Regions from separate parts of the Mus musculus genome. Here all the other regions are linked to region 3. A link is a contact called in public Hi-C, HiChIP or PLAC-seq and promoter capture Hi-C data. All regions are on one chromosome and are shown on one strand. Each heading gives the region's core, a stretch centred on a gene start, on an enhancer-like site or on the middle of the called end of the contact. The rest is flanking DNA. Distances are from core to core; before and after follow the strand shown. Region 1 holds the start of Plaa (phospholipase A2, activating protein). Region 2 has its middle 30 kb from the start of Jun. Region 3 holds the start of Fggy (FGGY carbohydrate kinase domain containing). Region 4 overlaps Gm12694 (a long non-coding RNA gene).

Region 1 (3,049 bases), core at 176-2,675, 950 kb before region 3:
AGTTCCCCCAGTCCACCCTTCAAGATCAGCTTACTCAATCTAATAAGAGATATCCGCTTCAACACACACACAGGAGAAACACCTCCAAGAAAAAAAAAAGGTTCCTACTAATATCTTTCCGGTCTAACTCTATATTCTCACGAGAGAATATAATAAAGTTCTGTAAACAGAGAGCACCTGTCCTCCTGTCAGTGATGTCTTTCTCCCCAGGAAATACATATATATGTATCTCATCATCTAAATTCAATTTACCTTCCCAAAATCACTAGCCTGTTTGCTGTCATAAAATTTTCGACTAATCAGGGCTTTAAACGCAACCTCTGATATTGATTTGGGCTGGATTTTAACTTTTTGGTTATTTTATTTATTTATTTATTTTTGGTGGTGGTGGAGTGTGTGTGGGTGGGTGGGTGGGTGGGTGGGGGGGAATTGAAGGCAGAACTTCAAAGCAATGATAATTTTTCCTCCTCGAAAAAACAGAACATTCCTACACAACGATAACATTTGAGGAGGTTCATCCTCTCCTCCCCAAACAGACTATAACTTGGACAACCAAGAGAGGACACCATGTGTAATTCTCTGTAAAGCAATTACTGAGAATTATAGTCTTCAAAAATTTAAATCTGAGGGATGACTACAGAGCAACTCCTAAGATCGGAGCCCGAGGGGCAAGCCAGAAGTTTTCATCGAGCCGAAACTGGGAGGGCGCAAGCAGCAATAAATACTAAAGACTAAAAGAAACCTAAGGGGTTATCTGCCAAAGCTGAAGGCCCTTAAGGTGTTTTAAGATGCTCGTCCAAGGTCAAGTCGCCCGTTAGTGGTCAAGTTAGGACAGCCAGCCAGGTCCTCCAATCCTATCCATACTCATTCCCCCGAAATCTTGTCGGTTTCACAGACAGCGCCCGAAAAGCCAAAGCTCGGGACTCGGCAGGGAGGCAGGAGCAGCGCGGACACCAGGAAGAGGGAGAGATTCAGGGCAGGGAAGGAGGGTCACTCCTCCCACGTGTCTGCAAGCCTGTGGTCCACCCGCGGGCGGCGGGACTAGCAGCGCTCACCTGTCTGGAGCCCAGAGGCGGGTGGTCCGATCCCGGGACACAGACACAAAGGCTCCCGGCGGGTAGAGGCAGCACACCAGGCCCCTCACGTCCAGTTCGTGGCCCGGGAGCGAGCAGCTCAGCCGGTATCTGGAGGCGCCGCTCGCCATGGCCAGCGTGGATCCGGAGCCCGGCCCCCGGGCACAGCGCGAGACTCGTCCACAGGCCCGAGCCGGCGTGCGCCAGGCTGCGGCCCGAGACCCGCCTGCAGGAGAGGGGCGCCGGAGACCGGAAGAGCCAGTCAGCCGGTGCGGAAGGACCGCGGGGGAAGGGGCGCGCCGAGCCGCCTGAGTGACACAGCAACCCTAACACACACGCCGGAATTCATCATCCGCCGCGGCCCGCGGTGACGCAGAGTGTGTGCGTCGGGCTGCTGAGCATCACGGACCGGGCCCTCTATCCTTCTGCGCCCTGGATCGCCGGCCGAAGAAGGGACGGTGAGATCAGGAAATTCTGCGTAGGCGCCGGAGGTCTGGGTCCGGTCGGAACCCGGTCCATTTCAGAGAACAACCGAAAATCTGTAGTAGTTGGAGGAGGGTAAATCGGAACTACAAATCCCACAATGCCGAGCGTCCCGAGTGACTCGCCGGCGCGCTGAATCCGGATGTTTTAAATCTAGGTGCTCGTTTGACTACTCTGAGTAGTAGAGCAAAATTGCTTGTTTGCCTTACGCCACGATTTGTTTGCCCATTTTCTGCTTGATTCTGGAGAGTCTCCCAAGATTTTCATCAGTTAATTGTTTTTTTTTTCATTTAAGATGACTGAATCTGAAGCCAAAGTGGGAACTTTTAATGAACTTGCCTTCACCTCAAGCTACCCCCTATAATACCAGATTTTGCAGAATGATCGGGTGCCCATTCTCCCCTAACGTGACCACTGTTTGCCCGAGGTTTGGCGCAGAAGGTCTAAGGTGAAGCAGAAAATGCCTTTAATTATTTAAAAGGTCTTACGGTAGCTCGGGCTAGCCTAAAACTCGTGGTTCCTTGCTCCAGTCTCTGAACTCTGAAATTACAGGTGAGAATATATATTTTTAGCCAAACCCCGATGGTGTAGGTAGGAGTCTCACTACATTGCATTGAGATTGTCAGTCTACATTGTAGTAAAGTTAGCTTTCCGTATTGTAGCACGGCATCCATCACACCACAAACCTTTGTTAAGTTGCCAAATCCAATTTGTGTGTTTTTCTTCACTCTTCTTAAAACTTTCATTCTAGGCTTGAAATCACTATTCCTCTGTGTGTGTGTGTGTTTCTCTTGACTTTAGCTCTGAAATGTATTATTCCACTTTGTTCGGTAACCCCAATAGCTTTTCGTTATTTATTTTTTTATGTCGATTTATTTCATGAATGTAGGTATACTGTCGCTGCCTTCAGACACACCAGAAAGTGGCATCGGGTGCCCATTCCAGATGGTTGTGAACCACCATGTGGTTTCTGGAAATTGAATTCAGGACCTCTGGAAGAGCAGCCAGTGCTCTTAACCACTGAGTAATCTCTCCAGCCCCAACAGCTTTTCGTTCTTGAGAATACACTGTTGTATAAGGCCTTCCCCATTTCCCTAATTTATTTTGCTAAGGTCTTTTCCCTTAGGTGTGTGTCTGCCTCAGCCATATTGAATTTGCCATCTTTCTCTGAACATACCATGTTTGAAGTTGTTGTTTCTAGATTCCTAAAACAAACAAAAACTAGTGCTATGAGAGGCTGATGCAGGAGGATCATGAGAATGAAGCATAGCCTATCTAATGAGGTCTAGGTCATTCTGGCTACAGGAAGAATTCCTATCTTAAGAAAACACACCACCCACCCACCCCCACACACAAACAGACCATACACCACAAATGTCTCACCCGAATTAACATACCACACACCCATTTACATACATCACACACACCACACACATATACACATACCCCTCAACAAGCACACACACATACACACACAATTAGTCTGTAATCTT
Region 2 (2,987 bases), core at 328-2,827, 540 kb before region 3:
TTGTTTCCTGTAAAAGGTGGCTCATCTCTTAGAGTCTCACTTCTGAGATCAAGGGCGGGCTCTGTATTGAAGCTGTTGCATCTTGAGCCAATAATCCAGGCTTGCAATGGTTCTGTGTCTTGAACAGCAAACCCAGGGTAGTACTAGTCCCTGACTCTTAGGGCTAAGAAGACTAAATGATATAAAGTCCTTAGAATACAGTCTGGTTCCTAGCTAGCACTGTAGAAATATCAGTACTATATTATTAATAAAACTAATTACATAACCAGAGCAATTTCTAATGACCTTTGGATTTTGTTGACACATCCATAAAATGAAGGCTACAATGCTCATTTTTGCAGGACAGGTTTGAGAATCAAATTCAGGGAAGTACTGTAGAGTGTTGGGGGCAGCCACAAATATTCAGTGTGTGTGTGTGTATAGGCCCACTGAGTATGTTCATATTTGGAAAGATGGCTGTCCCCTTCTTCCCTAGTTTATTCTCTCTCCTCTTGTCATGACAGAATAGAGGTCTCTCTCCTATTAGCACTGGACCCATCTCTTCTTGTCTTGTTAGGGACCTGAGGCCATTGATTCAGCTCTCACTATTTGATCTTTTCCTTTCATAGTCCTCTGCCTGAAAGCATTTAGATAGACTCTGGCCTCTTCTACCTTAAAACAAACATTATCATGTCTCTTTTTGAAAAGGTAAGAGAAAAACCTTGAATTACATCTCTTCTTTGGTTTTGTACAATCTCTCTCTCTCTCTCTCTCTCTCTCTCTCTCTCTCTCTCTCTCTCTCTCTCCCTTCCTTTCTCCCTCCCTCCCTCTCTCTTCACAAGCAAGCTTCCCACAGATGTGTCTATGCAACCTGTTTCTACTTCCTCCTCACCTCCCACTCGATCCTCCTGATGTGATGGTAAAACCTTTTAAAAGTATGTTGAAACTTGGAGTCTGGAAGAAGGAATAAAGGGCAAGATTGGTTTCCATCCTGAAAACGTGTAGTTTGGAAGTGTTGGTCCTCCCACTGGTGCGACTCTGGTGACTCAGACATGGAGCCTCCAGGGTTCCCTTAAGTGGATATCATTTAATATGTCGCCCAAGTATGTGTTATATTGTGCAAAGTCCCCAGTTCTTTGGGCTCCAGACACTGGGCATGCCGTCCCCTCCCTGATCATGAGCCTTCCACCTGTAAGCATCAGCCTTCTGATGGAACCTAGCCCAGCTGGGGTCAGCCTAGCTGGGGTCAGTCCCTCTGTGGCCTTCTAATCAATATCCTTCCCTGGAATGCACAGGGATGTGTAGCTTTAGCAAGGTTCAAAAAGTGCCTGGAATAAAAGAAGTTAAAACGGTTTTAAAACACACAGACATGAATTTTTTCCCCGTGACCACTTTCCCGGTCATATTTCTTCTTTCTCCCATTTCAAATCTCTGTAATGATGAGAAGCCAGGGCCAGAAGAAGCTCTAGACTTCACTCACTCACTGTTCACCTGGAAAAATCACCTGGGAACGTCTGAAATGCCACACCTGACCACCTCAGAAAATTAAAGGTAGTGTTTGCACAAAGCTTAGTCACATTCAAGAACTTGTTTGGTTTACTTAATACTTACATAAAGCAAGAGCCATTGCTCAGTCTACTGACTGAGGTTTGTGGGATGGGGTGGGGGCAGCGTCAGCAGCATCAGACATGTGCAGAGCCTATCTCGTGTCAGTGTGAGCACCATAAAGTCACTATCTCGTTTAATCTTTATAGCCAGGGACATAGAATCGGGTGTTATCACCTGTCTTTTCCTTCCTTTGTTTCTTTCTTTCTTTTAGAACGGCATAGAATTTTGTAGTACATATGGTAGAATCTTTCTCTTACTGAGTAGCTCGGTGAACTTCTGAAGATATCTGTGCGTCAGCTTGCCATCTAGATGAAGGCTGGACTGAACAAGCTGAAAGGTCCATTGCAATTGAACTTCAACTCACCAAGTAATTGCCAAACATCTCATAACCCAGCCTTGCTGCCAGCCGTCTGTATTGGAGCAAGAGGGAAAGAGGTCATTTCAATTTTAGGGGTAGACACAGAGTGGGGAAGGAACTAGATGGCCTGTGATTGCTACTCTGCTTTCTACTCACCGTGTTAGTCTTAGTGGAGCTTCAAGACTTTTTAGGCTTTGAAAATCTCAATGCTGCAATCAAATTGGAAGTCCCGTGGAGTCTTGCTTGCTGCACTTGCTGCTTGTATTACCTTGGAAAGTTCACCAACACTCTGAGTCTCACTTTTCTTATTGGTAAAATGAGTGGCTGCCTAGAGGACCATGGGGAAGATGAGGACTGTGCAAACCTTTTGGACAGAAGCTGATTAATCAATTGTAGTGATTGGTCTCCTTAAAAAAACAAACAAACTGATTTTCTTTATCCACTGCACAATGAAATGAACCATAGAAGACTCTAGAAAATGGTTACAAGTCTCAGGTTGGCATGTGTGGAGATGACCATCTAACCTTGCTCCCTGCAGACTTGGACTCCTGTTAAGACTCCCAACTTTTCTGGAGGATGTGCATTCTCCCGTTACCTTGCATAAGCAAGCTGGGTAGACAGACGTAGGAGGGATTGCGTGTTTTCAGCAACAAGTGAGCAGAGCTGAGCGGGTGGATCTGAGCAAGAGGCCCTGCGTGTGACAGCAACGAGGGAGTGATAGTGACGTGATAATAGTAGAGCACATAGAAGAACGCACAGCTGGCCAGTCACCCAACCAGAACAGCTTTTGAGCACCGGTTGCTAAGAGCCAGATGAGCTGGGATTTTTACTCATCTTGCTAATGAAAGGGAAGAAAAAACTTGAGATTTTTGGAACTGATTGAATCAACTCCTCTGTTTGCTGTTAGTCACTTTGAAGCCATTTCATGTGTTAAACAAGTATGTTGAGTTCTTCCTGGTGTGTGTGCTTGGCTCGAGGCCCTGGGCAGATGGCAGTGAATCAAGCCCGTGCCTTCATGGAGTTTAGATTGGACTCAACTGTG
Region 3 (2,900 bases), core at 169-2,668:
TATCCCAAGGTCCTTTTATTGTTTAAAATGGCTGCTGGAGGCCCAGCCACAACACTATTTTTGCTACTGGTCATATGCTATTTAAGAGGACTCAAATAAAAACTCAAATACAGCAAAGACGAGAAACAGCTATCCACAAAGGCCAACACACTAGTTTATGTTTAGCAACGAGGAGACCTTTCAGGTTCCCACCCAAGCCATAGACTGTGAGGCAACAGGCGCGTTGCATTTCTGGGATACATTAAGGAAGAGCTGAGCCAATGTAGCATGTGTATTAAGCATCCAAACTTTTGCAAAACATATACATGTCTGGTACTTAATTTGTTCTTCATAGTGCTCCGGAAAGAAAGACAACCAGGTCTTAATATTATAATTCCCGTTGTATGCTTGGTCCACATGACTAAGTAACAGATCTGAGACTGTGCAGACAATTTTTTGAATAGCTGGAAATGCAATCATAGTGTAGATCTTAACAGTTAGGTTCTTAACTGTCCGGATGCTGAGACCCTTTATAATAGTTCCTCAGGTTGTTGTGACCCAACCATAAAATTATATTTTTTGTTACTTCACATATCTACTTTTGCTATTGTTATGAATCATAATGTAAATATCTGATATAGGTCACCAAAGAAGGTTGAACACTGCTTGTGTAGAGGAAAATAAATCCAAACCAAGACCTCCAGGAGAGTGCAGGACTAATCCTGTGGCCTCAGCCTCACCGAGTTCTTACCTGGATGACGGAGAGAGATCGATCACTCGTTTACTCTCAGGTCATGTGGATACTAGTCTTAACATAATAAACACACTAGGTCTGACTAAGGAAGTCTCTGTTATCGAGAAGGGTTGGTTTTCGCAACCTTGGAATAGTCCCCAGGAAAAGAAAAAAGAAAAAAAAGAAAAAAAAAAAGCCAAACCGGTTTTGGACTCTCAGTATCTAGCGATGAGGGTACCGAGAGTCCATGTAGCTTACTGGTATGTCAACTTCTCAAAGGCAGGGGTCATCTATCTTTTAGATTTACGGTGTCGTCTCTACCTCAAAGCCTCGACCACAGCATAAAGTGTGAGAGTTCCTGAAAAGCACCAGGTATAAAGGGTTCAAGGAATTGAAGCCCATAGCAATCCTGGTGCTCAGCCGAGGGCGATTTAACAGGAAATATCCACCACATACTGTAGGTTGGCTAGGTTAGCTGGCGCTCAGAGGGGATTGCTTAGATTGAGCCGTCTCTGTTGCCTGGGCATCTTTAAAATCCAGGCAGCGAAAGGATTTTGAAATGCAAACCCAAGACTTACAGTACAGTGGGGAGGAGCAGGGCTCACAAGTACTGGCCATTCACGGTGCCCGTTTCAAAGGACCAATCAGGTTGCTCCTTACAAGGGTTGCTGGAGGGGCTGGACTGAAGCGGGCGGAGTCACAGCTTGTTTGGACCGCCCTGCTGGGTGCGGTGCGGCTGTGCATGGTGGCCTGCTGGCCTGCTAGCTAGAATGTGATTTCATATTGGACAAGTAAGTGACCCTCCCAGGGGTTCTTGCAGGCACGCAGGCTCTTAGCCAGCTCCCCCCAAAAGCTTCTCTAGCCTGCTAAATGTTTCCCTCCTTCACCTTTGGGTCTCACAGCCAGGCCACTGGTTGGCCTTTCAGTTTCTTGTGTATTCTGGGTGAGGTGTCTTGCCCAAGGGAGAGGCCTTTACTGCATCCCAATGACTGCCCTACAGATGTCTGGGGCCTAAGGCCCTATCTCTCTGAGTAGTGTACAGTTAATTAAATAAAGTGTTTTTTCTTTCTCCCAGAAAAGAGAATTTTGCAATGCACCCCCGCCCCGCACCCCAATTTGGGGACAATTCTCTAAACATTTTAAGTCGTTGATTTCAAGTTTGGCAATGTAAAAGCGTTTCAAGGCTGGTGCTGTTTAAGGCTATAGAAGCTGAGCATCTGGAGATAGTGTTTGGTGCGTACTTCAGTTTAAATGGGATAATGCCATCTGTCTTGTTACAGGGCTGCAGGCCAGGAAGGGTATAGGGGGATCTTTCCATGTTTATGAACTTCATGACCATTTCAGGATGGAGACACACACTGTGGGGGAACTCCTCTGTCACTGGTCCATTCACTGGAGCACTGCTTACATTTTAGCTCGAATTTCTTCTCCTAGTTAAAGGGCAAACTGTGGCCAAGTTTGACTCTTTTTTGATCAAGTGTGTGTGTGTCAATTCAAAAGGTCCCATTGGATTGTGCTTTTAGGGAGCAAATCCATAAGGAAGAATTAAAGTCTGAGTTTGTGGCTGGATTTGTAGATTTGTCTTTTGTTTCATTTTCTTGTCCTTTTTAAAGGGTTTCCCGTCTTTACTGTGAGCTATGTGAGTCCTGATGTTTCTCTTTTCTGTTGCTAGCTGGGGGTGCTGCTAGTCTGTCTTCTGGAGTCTCCTTCTAATGCAGCTGTCATGCTTGGTCTTGACTTAAAGGCTTCTGCCCTGGCTGTATGAATAAGAGCCCCAGAGGACTGCTCCTGACTGATGGGGTCTGGGGTGGAAAATAGGGGATGAGGAGGGCCTATGGATGATTTTTTTTGAGGGGGGGGGGTGGCTTAGGATTAGGAAGTCAAAGTTTGCAAGTAAGGAGGAGGGAATAACCCAGTTGGTGGAGCACTGTGTTTCTGGGAAGGGTGCCAGGTTCTTATCCAGGCTCTCATGAATTTTGCTGGGCTTTGTCTTCTGGAATTTAGTTCTTTTTCTATAACCTTTATCTAAAAACTACAGCCAATTATTAGCCTTTTTAAGGACGACGACGACAACAACAACAACAACAACAACAACAACACCAGGTTGGGGAAAGCCCCGTCTTTAAACTCCCAGCCAGAAGGGGAGTCTGACATAGTTCTTTGTCTGGATTGTGCCATAGAGATCATT
Region 4 (3,108 bases), core at 63-2,562, 550 kb before region 3:
GACTCCTCTATGTCAGGTGACACATCATAGAAATAATGTGTGGCTGTCATCCAGAAATTCATTGTTAGAGGTTGAAATATACGTCTGAAATCCCTATGGGGAAGTCCTGATCCCCTGGTACCTCATAATGCGACTGGATTCACCAATAAGGCTTTTAAAAAGGTAATACAGGTAGCAAGAAATGAGTCAGGTGGGCCTTAGTCCAGAAATACGGTGTCATTCTAGACTATGGCATGGAAGGCAGGACTTCTTGCACAGGAGAAGAGAAGCGTCAGAAGAAGTCACCCTGCTAACCCTTTAATCTACATCTTCTAGCCTCCAGGACGGTGGGAAAATAAATTCCTGTTGCTTAATTGGACAACTTGTGGTATTTTGTCATGGCAGTTCTAGGAAATGAATGCATGCTGGGAATATAAATTTTGCAAGATGTAGTTTCCTGGACTTCAAATGTCCATGCTACAGGGAGACCTTAGACAAGCACTGGTGATTCTGGGCTGTGATGTAGCGCAGTTGCCTTTAGCTGGGTGCAGGTGAGTTTGGCCATAACCCTAAACTTTTTTTTTTACATGTTTTCACATATTTTTTGACTTATTTACTTTGACCTTCATATCACCCAATGGCATGACTCTGATGCCTGAAGGAGGTCCCTTTCTGTGCTATCTGGTTGATACATTCCTCTCTGCTCCACCCAGGGACAATCTGTTGACCTTCAAATACTCCTCCATATTTCAATTCTGCCCTTCCCCTTCCACTCAGTTTCTTCTGTCTCTTCAATATGGACCATTTGTCTTGTTTAATTCCTTATTTCCCTAAACCAATACCCTATGTAGCCATATAGGCATATGCATATACAGGTTGTTTCACTTTTCTGTTAGTGTGCTTGCCTTCTGTATACAAATCTCTCTCTCTCTCTCTCTCTCTCTCTCTCTCTCTCTCTCTCTCTCTCTCTCTCTCTCTTTCTTGTTAGGTTGGTTGTATACTTTCAGAGCTCAACTTGATGCCCAGCATAGAGTTTTGCTCCAAATCTAGTAGAATATGGGAGTGGAATTAGAATGGGCCCTAGACTCTGGGTTCTTTCTTTGCTATAACCTACAAGAACAAAGAACATTCATCCAGAAAAAAAAAAAGAAAAAAAAAGAAAAACAGAAAAAAAGAATGACTTTACAGGGTAGCGTGTAGACGGGTTGTACACACACGCATGAGTAACTGTGTTATCTTCAGTAATGATTTTAGCTCTGACACTAGACCACCTCCATTATACCAGTCAGCCAGCAGTGTGATGACCAATTTTCCAAATGATTAACCAAATGTTTGCTTTGCTCAATCTAACAGAGCAATTAGAGAGAATGGTGGTGAGACCAGGACGAGAAGTCTTAGAGAGCAGAGAAGGGAGCAGTCCTAAGCAAAGAACAATGGAGCTTGCTTTTAAGATCGTCTTTTAAGAAAGATGAGTGGAGTTCATGAGTATTCCAGAGAGTGAATGGCTCAGGCCACGTCATGAGACTTGGGATTGTGCAATAAAGATCAAGAGGACATGAGCATGTTGGGGGTAGGGGATAGGTAGAAAATTAAAGGTCACAACCAACATCTTTGTGCACAACATTTGTTTACATTTGAAATATTTATAGAAAGTTTTAGATTTGAGCATTGTTTATACTACCAAAATATTGGAAATGTCCAAGATATGAGAAAAGATAAAGTATGATGCATTTATTCAGTATAATATAATAGCTATATGATTAAATATGGTTGTAATAAAGATCTTGATATAACTATGTCTTTTGAGTAATCATAAATGAAATAGCAGGGTTTGGCTTGATCATATGTATTTAAAAATAAAATAAATTATAATCAGAGGAATCAAATGTAGGAAATAATGTCAGTGATGGTCATTTGGGTGATGCCCTTCTACGCTGTTATAGCTTATTTTGTGCTTTTCAGTTATCTACAATGGAAATGAAAGTCTCACGATGGACCTTTGAAAGATCCAGCAAGGCCTGGTAGTGCAGGACTGTAGTTCCAGCTCCTGAGTGAATCAGAAGGATCAGAAGTTCAATGCCTATCAGGGCTTCATGTGCATTCAAGCTGTTTGGTTTACAGGGTGAGTGTAAGGTCAGTCTGGACAAGTTGGCAACACCCTGTTCAAATTTTTTTTTAAGTAAAGAACAAAAATTCTGGGGGGATGCATGTCAGTGGCAGGATGCTCGCCCATCACGTATGAGGCCCCTGGCTCAACCCCTAGCACCACACGTGATAGGAAAGAAAATGCTCGTGTCCTGCCCCCAAGATTTCTGATGTCAGTCCTTTACAGTTTATGGTTAAAAGACGAAGTTTGTAGGAACCTTGTGTGACCAGAAGAGAAAAGGCCACAAAGGCCGGGCGTGGTGGCACACGCCTTTAATCCCAGCACTTGGGAGGCAGAGGCAGGCGGATTTCTGAGTTCAAGGCCAGTCTGGTCTACAGAGTGAGTTCCAGGACAGCCAGGGCTACACAGAGAAACCCTGTCTCAAAAAAAGAAAAGAAGAAAAAAAAAAAAAAAGAAAGAAAGAAAAGAAAATTAAAAAAAAAAAAGGAAAAAAAAGGCCACAATATCACTGAGAGACAAAGAAAAGATCAAGAAAGAAAACAAAAGACCAATGGCTGTAATTTTGTCTGTCCTTATCTAAAACTGAGAGGCGATATCAATTGTTAGTCTTTCTAGTGAACTCTGGGCCCAAAGGGTAGAAAGAGGGTTAAGTCCCACCACAACCCAACACCACTTTCAGTCTCACTGAAAGCTTCCCACTGACTTTTAGTCTCTAAGCAGACAGTGCTAGCGCAGTGTCACACACGGTTCAGCCAACCCCTTCCAGTCCATTTGAGTTCTGTCCTTCTGTATGAACCTGCTGAGAACAGATAATTCTCCATGAGACACTTCTGCTATTCTCTGACCCTCTCTATATGAGGTTTAATGAGACCACATGTAATGTCTGCATCGCTGTCTCCTCCACACCGGACACAAGCCCCCACACACGTAAACACTGGAATCCTGACACAGGGCTGCACATAAGCAAACACTGTAAACATCAATGAACACACAAGGGAAGGACTGAATGCATGTTCCTTGAG

Evidence for each region. Promoter capture Hi-C pulls out the DNA fragments that hold promoters and counts their contacts. A called contact is a pair of places that touch in the nucleus more often than the background predicts. HiChIP or PLAC-seq counts read pairs in DNA pulled down with a chosen protein or histone mark.
Region 1: an H3K4me3 HiChIP or PLAC-seq map of embryonic stem cells shows a contact between it and region 3, with 4 times the contacts expected there. The contact joins the promoter of Plaa here to the promoter of Fggy in region 3. A contact is called at or near these places in 2 of 39 promoter capture datasets (liver and pre-B cells), 3 of 484 Hi-C or Micro-C datasets (CD4 T cells, pre-B cells and regulatory T cells) and 1 of 115 datasets of contacts at active chromatin or transcription factors (embryonic stem cells).
Region 2: a Hi-C map of bone marrow-derived macrophages shows a contact between it and region 3, with 20 read pairs. The contact joins the enhancer-like site here to the promoter of Fggy in region 3. A contact is called at or near these places in 11 of 39 promoter capture datasets (the C10 cell line, the HPC-7 cell line, HPC-7-derived erythroid cells and 9 more), 1 of 15 datasets of contacts at CTCF or cohesin (the NIH/3T3 cell line), 4 of 484 Hi-C or Micro-C datasets (CD4 T cells, the HPC-7 cell line, bone marrow-derived macrophages and 1 more), 4 of 115 datasets of contacts at active chromatin or transcription factors (bone marrow-derived macrophages, embryonic basal ganglia, embryonic hindbrain and 1 more) and 1 of 9 other capture datasets (liver).
Region 4: a contact with region 3 is called in a promoter capture Hi-C map of liver, with 8 times the contacts expected there. The contact joins the enhancer-like site here to the promoter of Fggy in region 3. A contact is called at or near these places in 20 of 39 promoter capture datasets (the 3T3-L1 cell line, 3T3-L1-derived adipocytes, the C10 cell line and 15 more), 2 of 15 datasets of contacts at CTCF or cohesin (the NIH/3T3 cell line and large pre-B cells), 8 of 484 Hi-C or Micro-C datasets (CD4 T cells, bone marrow-derived dendritic cells, bone marrow-derived macrophages and 4 more), 5 of 115 datasets of contacts at active chromatin or transcription factors (the NIH/3T3 cell line, astrocytes, bone marrow-derived macrophages and 2 more) and 3 of 9 other capture datasets (adipose tissue, liver and macrophages).

The regions. Positions count from the first base shown.
Region 1 is chr4:94,601,822-94,604,870 of GRCm38.p6, forward strand. It overlaps Plaa (phospholipase A2, activating protein), which reads right to left and starts at 1,426. Exons shown (of 14, transcript NM_172695.2): 1 at 1,056-1,426. The coding sequence starts at 1,204. It also overlaps a transcript of Ift74 not described here.
Region 2 is chr4:95,020,889-95,023,875 of GRCm38.p6, forward strand. No RefSeq gene overlaps it. Among named protein-coding and RNA genes, the nearest start is that of Jun, 30 kb to the right of the region's middle. Within about 2 kb of position 1,578, at least 12 of the 459 cell types and tissues checked have an H3K27ac peak or open chromatin away from gene starts, as enhancers often do. A contact at or near this core is called in neural stem cells, where this site is marked.
Region 3 is chr4:95,556,089-95,558,988 of GRCm38.p6, forward strand. It overlaps Fggy (FGGY carbohydrate kinase domain containing), which reads left to right and starts at 1,419. Exons shown (of 16, transcript NM_001113412.1): 1 at 1,419-1,503. It overlaps Gm40206 (a long non-coding RNA gene), which reads right to left and starts at 1,278. Exons shown (of 2, transcript XR_867942.1): 1 at 731-1,278.
Region 4 is chr4:95,004,124-95,007,231 of GRCm38.p6, forward strand. All of the region lies in intron 2 of Gm12694 (a long non-coding RNA gene), which reads left to right. Among named protein-coding and RNA genes, the nearest start is that of Gm12694, 27 kb to the left of the region's middle. Within about 2 kb of position 1,313, at least 11 of the 459 cell types and tissues checked have an H3K27ac peak or open chromatin away from gene starts, as enhancers often do. A contact at or near this core is called in liver, where this site is marked.